2 separate regions of the Mus musculus genome follow, and region 2 is linked to region 1. The links are chromatin contacts, called in public HiChIP or PLAC-seq maps. All regions are on one chromosome and are shown on one strand. The core of a region is the stretch at or near the end of the contact, and the rest is flanking DNA. Distances in the headings are between cores, read along the strand shown. Region 1 has its middle 17 kb from the start of Nfasc. Region 2 holds the start of Ppp1r15b (protein phosphatase 1, regulatory subunit 15B).

Region 1 (2,700 bases), core at 173-2,672:
GGAGAGATGGCTCAGCGGTTAAGAGCACTGACTGCTCTTCCAGAGGTCCTCAGTTCAAATCCCAGCAATCACATGGTGGCTCTGATCTTTACATGCATGCTCTGACATGTGTATACCTGCACGTGCATCTGTAATGGGATCTGATGCCCTCTTCTGGTATATAGGCATGCACACACTATATACTTAATGCACATAATAAATAAGTCTTTAAAAAAATACAGACAGACAGACATCCCAGAGGCTACTTTTAGGCCTGTGACTTGGAGTAAGAATGCTAATACCACCTGTTGACCTGCCTTTGTCCTCCCCATTAGTAAACCTGCCTGGTGCTACAAAAAGAAGCTCCTCTCCAGAAGATGGTGGACCTTGGCCTCTGGGGCTCTGGGGCTATGGGGCACCTGCACACACATCCATGTGGCCTAAATGTCCAGACCAAGGCCAGTGGGGCCTCTGGGCTTCCATGCTAAGTAAGAGCCCAGAAAAGGCCAGCGACTAGAGGAAAAGAGTGCAGGGTTAGACAGCAGCAACCTGGACCTTGATGGATCTGCCTTTGGTTCGCTGGGGGAGCTCATTTCTTCTTTCTTTGGTCCTCAGTGAACTGATTTGTTAGTCTAGGCTAGATTTTGCAAACAACAGGTAAATGACCAATCAGTGAATAAGTTGTTCTCTTTGCTGAAGTTGTGTCTGGCTTTTCTTTATTTTTCCTCTAATGGGAAAAAAAGAATAATAACAGAACTGTCCAAATGCATTATACACAGCAAGGGTAGACATGGTTTCTCGAACCTTCTCTACACAGGATATCCTGGACTGCTGTGTCTATTGTAAATGTATTTCTCACAGGTGGTCTTAGGCGATGAGGCTTGAAAGCTGCTGGCTGAGAGGAACCCCGGGGTTGCCCAGGCTGGAGCTCTCAGCTGTGATCCACATTGATGTGGATGTCTGGAGAGACTTTCTACTTCAGACAAAATCAGCACAGCATACTCAGGGGTGCCCGGGCGGGGCTGAAGAGCCGGTGAACGCGACAATGTCCCTACAGAGACACTAGATGGCGCTACAGCTCCAGGTAAGGTTGACTGCATCTCCCCGCGGGAGGGTCTGAGCTCAAAGGACCCGTTGCTCTGGTGGGTACGGAGAGAGTAGCTGGCTGACGATAGAGAGCGGACCTCCTCTGCCTGTGCCCAGGGCACAGTACTGGGGCTTAGAAATAGACTGACTTAATAGGAAAACCCTCACTGAGCCCTTCAAAGTCAGAATGAGATGCCGCGTGATTACTACCTCTACTCGCCCCAAATGATGGGGTGCATAATAGAGCTGAAGAATCACGCAAAAAGGCTGCATAAGGGGACTACTCTACCTACGCTGGGGTGTACAAATCTGTCCCAGAAAGTAAGGCTCCCTGGTACTTGTAGACACTGGTGTCGACGATAGGGGGTGACAGAGCGCTGATGCTAGCATCAATGGGAGCGTCTCAAAGGCATAGGCAGTAAGGAGCCTCCAAGGCTTGTCTGTCCTTGAAGATAAATTCCAACTATCAAAGCGGAGGCCCAAAAGGACTAGCTGGAGCTGGCTCAAACATGCTCATGAGAGCAGATAGCTATATTTCGAAGACGTGTTGCTAAATATAGCCTTCGTTAAAAATTTACAACTAAATACATTAAAAATACGGCAAGCACTAAAACTCCTAATTTTCTAATGATTACGCTACAATCTAGTGTCACTGGGGATTTTTACATTTACTGTCTCTGTTGCTTGGGACTGCTCTAACTGTTACCACATGCAGTGATGGTACTCTGCCAGCTAGACACTGGCGGTGGAGGGAGACTAGACACCACCGAAACAATTGAGTGCTAGACATCAGGGCTGTGGTGTCAGCCGGCTGCTGCTGCTGCTGCTGCTGTGGAGAGCAGAGAGCTGAGCCAGCTAAGCATTTGCCAGCACACCACTAGGGCCTTCTTCCTCTACTCAATTCTTCCTTCTCGGAATCCACCCAACCAGCCACCCCCATCCTGTTAGACTAGGAGAGTCTTCTTTAGAAGCATGGGGGTTGGAGGCATGGCTGAGAACACTTCATGGCCTTCCGTGGCCAGGCAGGCATAGGGAGAGCTTAGGTCAGAGACTGGGTTCGAAGCTGGAACAAGCTCTTCTTTGCCCTCCCAGGACTTGGGCATCTGTGGCACAGGTGGAAAAAGGGAAGCCATGGAGACGGTCTAAGCAAAATGCTAAAGCCTTGGCACAGGAGCGAGGCCTGTGCCCAGGTGGCAGAACCAGGGCTTAGAAATAGACTTGACTTAATGGAAAATTCCTCACTGTTCAAGCCCTTCAAAGACAGGGTCAGACTGCTTGTGAATGCTCCTTCCTCCCCAAGTGACTGGACACATACTAGAGAGGTGAATCACACACACAGGACTGTGAAGACTTTGGGAACCTGTTACAGATCCTAGACCCCAAGTTCCCTTGGATATACTAAACTGGAATCCAATTTTTTCTTTAAAGATTTATTTATTTATGTATATGAGTACGCTGTAGCTGCCTTCAGACACAACACCACTACCACCTACCCCAGAAGAGGGCATAGGATCCCATTACAGATGATTGTGAGCCACCATGTGGTTGCTGGGAATTGAACTCAGGACCTCTGGAAGAGCAGTCAGTGTCCTTAACTGCTGAGCCATCCCTCTAGCCCTGGAATCTGAATTTTTA
Region 2 (2,700 bases), core at 189-2,688, 370 kb after region 1:
GAAGAACGAGAGCAGAATATTAGCTAGTGTTTGTGTTCCTACCCTCTCTGCCTGGGGATACAGCCCCTCACCCAGCGGTTAGATGATCCTCTCGGCTTCACCCCAAAAGGAACTGAAGCCCGAAGTAACTTATTTGCATACTCGGACCTCCTGCTACTATGAAAAAAACGACTCATTGCTAATTACGTTTTCCTAAAGCTTTTAGGATTAAGAAACCAGTTACTGCCAGACACAAGTAATAAGATGTTGTGGGGGCGTAAACAGTAAAAACTCTTGGTTTCAGGGAAGAAAGAGCTTGTTCCTTGCTCAACAAGTCATGAGGATCAGCTGACCCTCCCCCAGGGCAGCAAGATTCTCCTCCTTAGTGTAACCACTACGCTCTGTGATAGCCACTTGGTCTTTGCATTGTGGATTAAAATGAGAATAAGAAAGTGAACTAAAGACCAGGCATGGTGGTGCATGCCTTTAATCTCTTTGCTGGAGAGGAAGAGACAGAACTAATAAGTTCAAGGCCAGCCTGGTCTACATCGCCAGTTCCAAACAGTCAGGGCTCTGTAGAGAGACCCGGCCTCAAATAAACAAATAAATAGATAAGTAAGAAAAGAAAAAAATAAAAATAAAAAAGGAAGAAAGAAACCAAACTAGTAAGAGATAAATCAGCCAGTACTTGGTTGGAAGGCCGAGGCAGAAAGATTGTGGTTAGTTTGAGGCCAGCCTGAGCTTCATAGTAAAATCTGTTTCAAACAAACAAAATCCTCCCCTTATTACAGTAATTAAAATTAATCAGCCAATATTTTTCAGAGGACAAAAGTCACCAATGTGTTATCCTTCGCCGGATGCTCTACTCTGTGGCTCTTGTTACTGAGGAAATAAGTGAATTGAACGCGCTGTTTCTGAGTTAGTTAACAGTTATCTTCCCACCTGTGACTTCAGCTTGCTAGTAACACCGCGTTTTTCTTTCTGAGGGGTATTTTGTCAAATGGACCCTGAAAGATGTCCAAATTAGATCACAGGCAATGCTAGAGACTTAGAAATCCTAAAGCAGAGGGGACAGGAATGTGTGAGTGATTCAGTTTCACTATGATTCACTAGGGATGATGTGTGTCTTAGCACCAGGCGAGTTGGTTATACAGCACTGCCTACATCGTTTCACTCCAGTCTTCCTACGCCCTTAATAGGAGAAGACCGATACACGTGTCAGATAAGCGGATAATTTGCCTAGCAATCGGATCCATAAAAAAGGGCTCGGGAGAATTCTCGGGTTCTCTTGAAACCCACTCACCTCCCCAGCCATTCCCTTTGACCTAGAGGGTGGGGCGCGGAGTCTCCTAGGAGACCAGAATGAACTGACTGCGCAAGCGTACATCCTAGGTCCGGCTGATGCAACTCGCCGCGTGCGAGCCCCGCTCTACCCCGAGTAAGGAAGCCGACAGGGACCACAGACGCGGCCAATCAGAGGCCACGCACGAGGGTGAGGCAAGTCCGCCTCTCGGGAGGCAAGGGTGGGGGTTCGGCGAATGACGTGAGGCGCCGCTGGGCGGTAGGGAGTAGACGCCCTCGGTCCTCCGTCTCGCCCTGCAGCTTCCGGGTGTGCGGCTGCGGCCATTTTGAGCTTCGCTTCTTTGCGCCCTCGCCTGCCACCCAGCCACCCTTTCCGCCTTGGCGTTTCGCGCCTCCGTGCGGGCCACCGGAAACGCCGCCGTCGTCTCCGTCGCCGCCGCGCGAGGGAGGGTCTTCTCTATGGTGGAGCGATCTCACACGGCCTAGGACGTCTCCTTCCCTAGCCGGGATGGACCTAACCGCGGTCGCCACCGCTTGCGCGGGCCTCTGGGCCGTCCGGTGCAGCACTCGTTGCGGAAGCCGCCGCTCTCTGGGCCTCCTCTGCCGGCGCGGGAATCGGACTGCAGTACCCACTCCGTGGCTGGGCAAGGCGGAGACTGTGTAGACCTCGGATCCAGCCTGCGCTGACGCCGCTGAGCTCTGTCCTCCTCCTGTCTGAGAAGCCGCCAAGGAAAGGAGATGGAGACAGGAACGCACAGGGCCCGGAAGCGGCCTGGCCCTCGGCTGGGCTCCTGGTTCCGGCTGCCCTTCCTTCGGCGATCGCACGCCTGCTCTTCGGAGTTCCCGCCGCCTTCCTCTCGACAAAATCCCGGGAACTCCGCTCTGCCCGAGCGTCGGACCAGGTACTGGACCAAATTGCTTTCTCAGCTCCTTGCCCTGCTCCCTAGCCTATTCCAGAAGCTGCTGCTTTGGAGCCAGCTTTTCGGGGGCCTGATTCCTACCAGATGGCTAGATTTTGCCGCAAGTTACAGCGCCCTGAGAGCTTTGAGAGGACGGGAGGAATCTGCCGCTCCCACGGTGCAGAAGTCTCTGAGTTCACTGCGGCTGGACTCTTCGGAAGACTTGGTTGTCAGTTCTCTTGATTGGCTAGAGGAGGGACTCCAGTGGCAGTGCTCGTCCTCAGACCTGGAGTTAAAACTCAAGGCCCAGGAAAGAGCTTTAGACTCTGCAGCGCCCACTTTCCTCCTGGAGCAGCAGCTGTGGGGAGTGGAGTTGCTGCCCAGTAGCCTTCAAGCTGGTCTAGTCTCCCACCGAGAACTTGACTCTTCATCCTCTGGGCCTCTGAGCGTTCAGAGCTTAGGTAATTTCAAGGTAGTTTCCTATCTCCTGAACCCTTCCTACCTGGACTACCTTCCCCAG

The links. HiChIP or PLAC-seq counts read pairs in DNA pulled down with a chosen protein or histone mark.
Region 2: a contact with region 1 is called in an H3K4me3 HiChIP or PLAC-seq map of stem cell-derived neural progenitor cells, with 2.9 times the contacts expected there. The contact joins the promoter of Ppp1r15b here to the enhancer-like site in region 1. A contact is called at or near these places in 3 of 39 promoter capture datasets (hippocampal neurons, pre-B cells and stem cell-derived epiblast-like cells), 1 of 15 datasets of contacts at CTCF or cohesin (embryonic stem cells), 1 of 484 Hi-C or Micro-C datasets (embryonic stem cells) and 10 of 115 datasets of contacts at active chromatin or transcription factors (astrocytes, embryonic forebrain, embryonic hindbrain and 4 more).

What each region holds. Positions count from the first base shown.
Region 1 is chr1:132,757,744-132,760,443 of GRCm38.p6, forward strand. No RefSeq gene overlaps it. Among named protein-coding and RNA genes, the nearest start is that of Nfasc, 17 kb to the left of the region's middle. Within about 2 kb of position 1,423, at least 119 of the 459 cell types and tissues checked have an H3K27ac peak or open chromatin away from gene starts, as enhancers often do. A contact at or near this core is called in astrocytes, hippocampal neurons and stem cell-derived neural progenitor cells, where this site is marked.
Region 2 is chr1:133,129,728-133,132,427 of GRCm38.p6, forward strand. Ppp1r15b (protein phosphatase 1, regulatory subunit 15B) reads left to right here and starts at 1,439. Exons shown (of 2, transcript NM_133819.3): 1 at 1,439-2,700. The coding sequence starts at 2,020.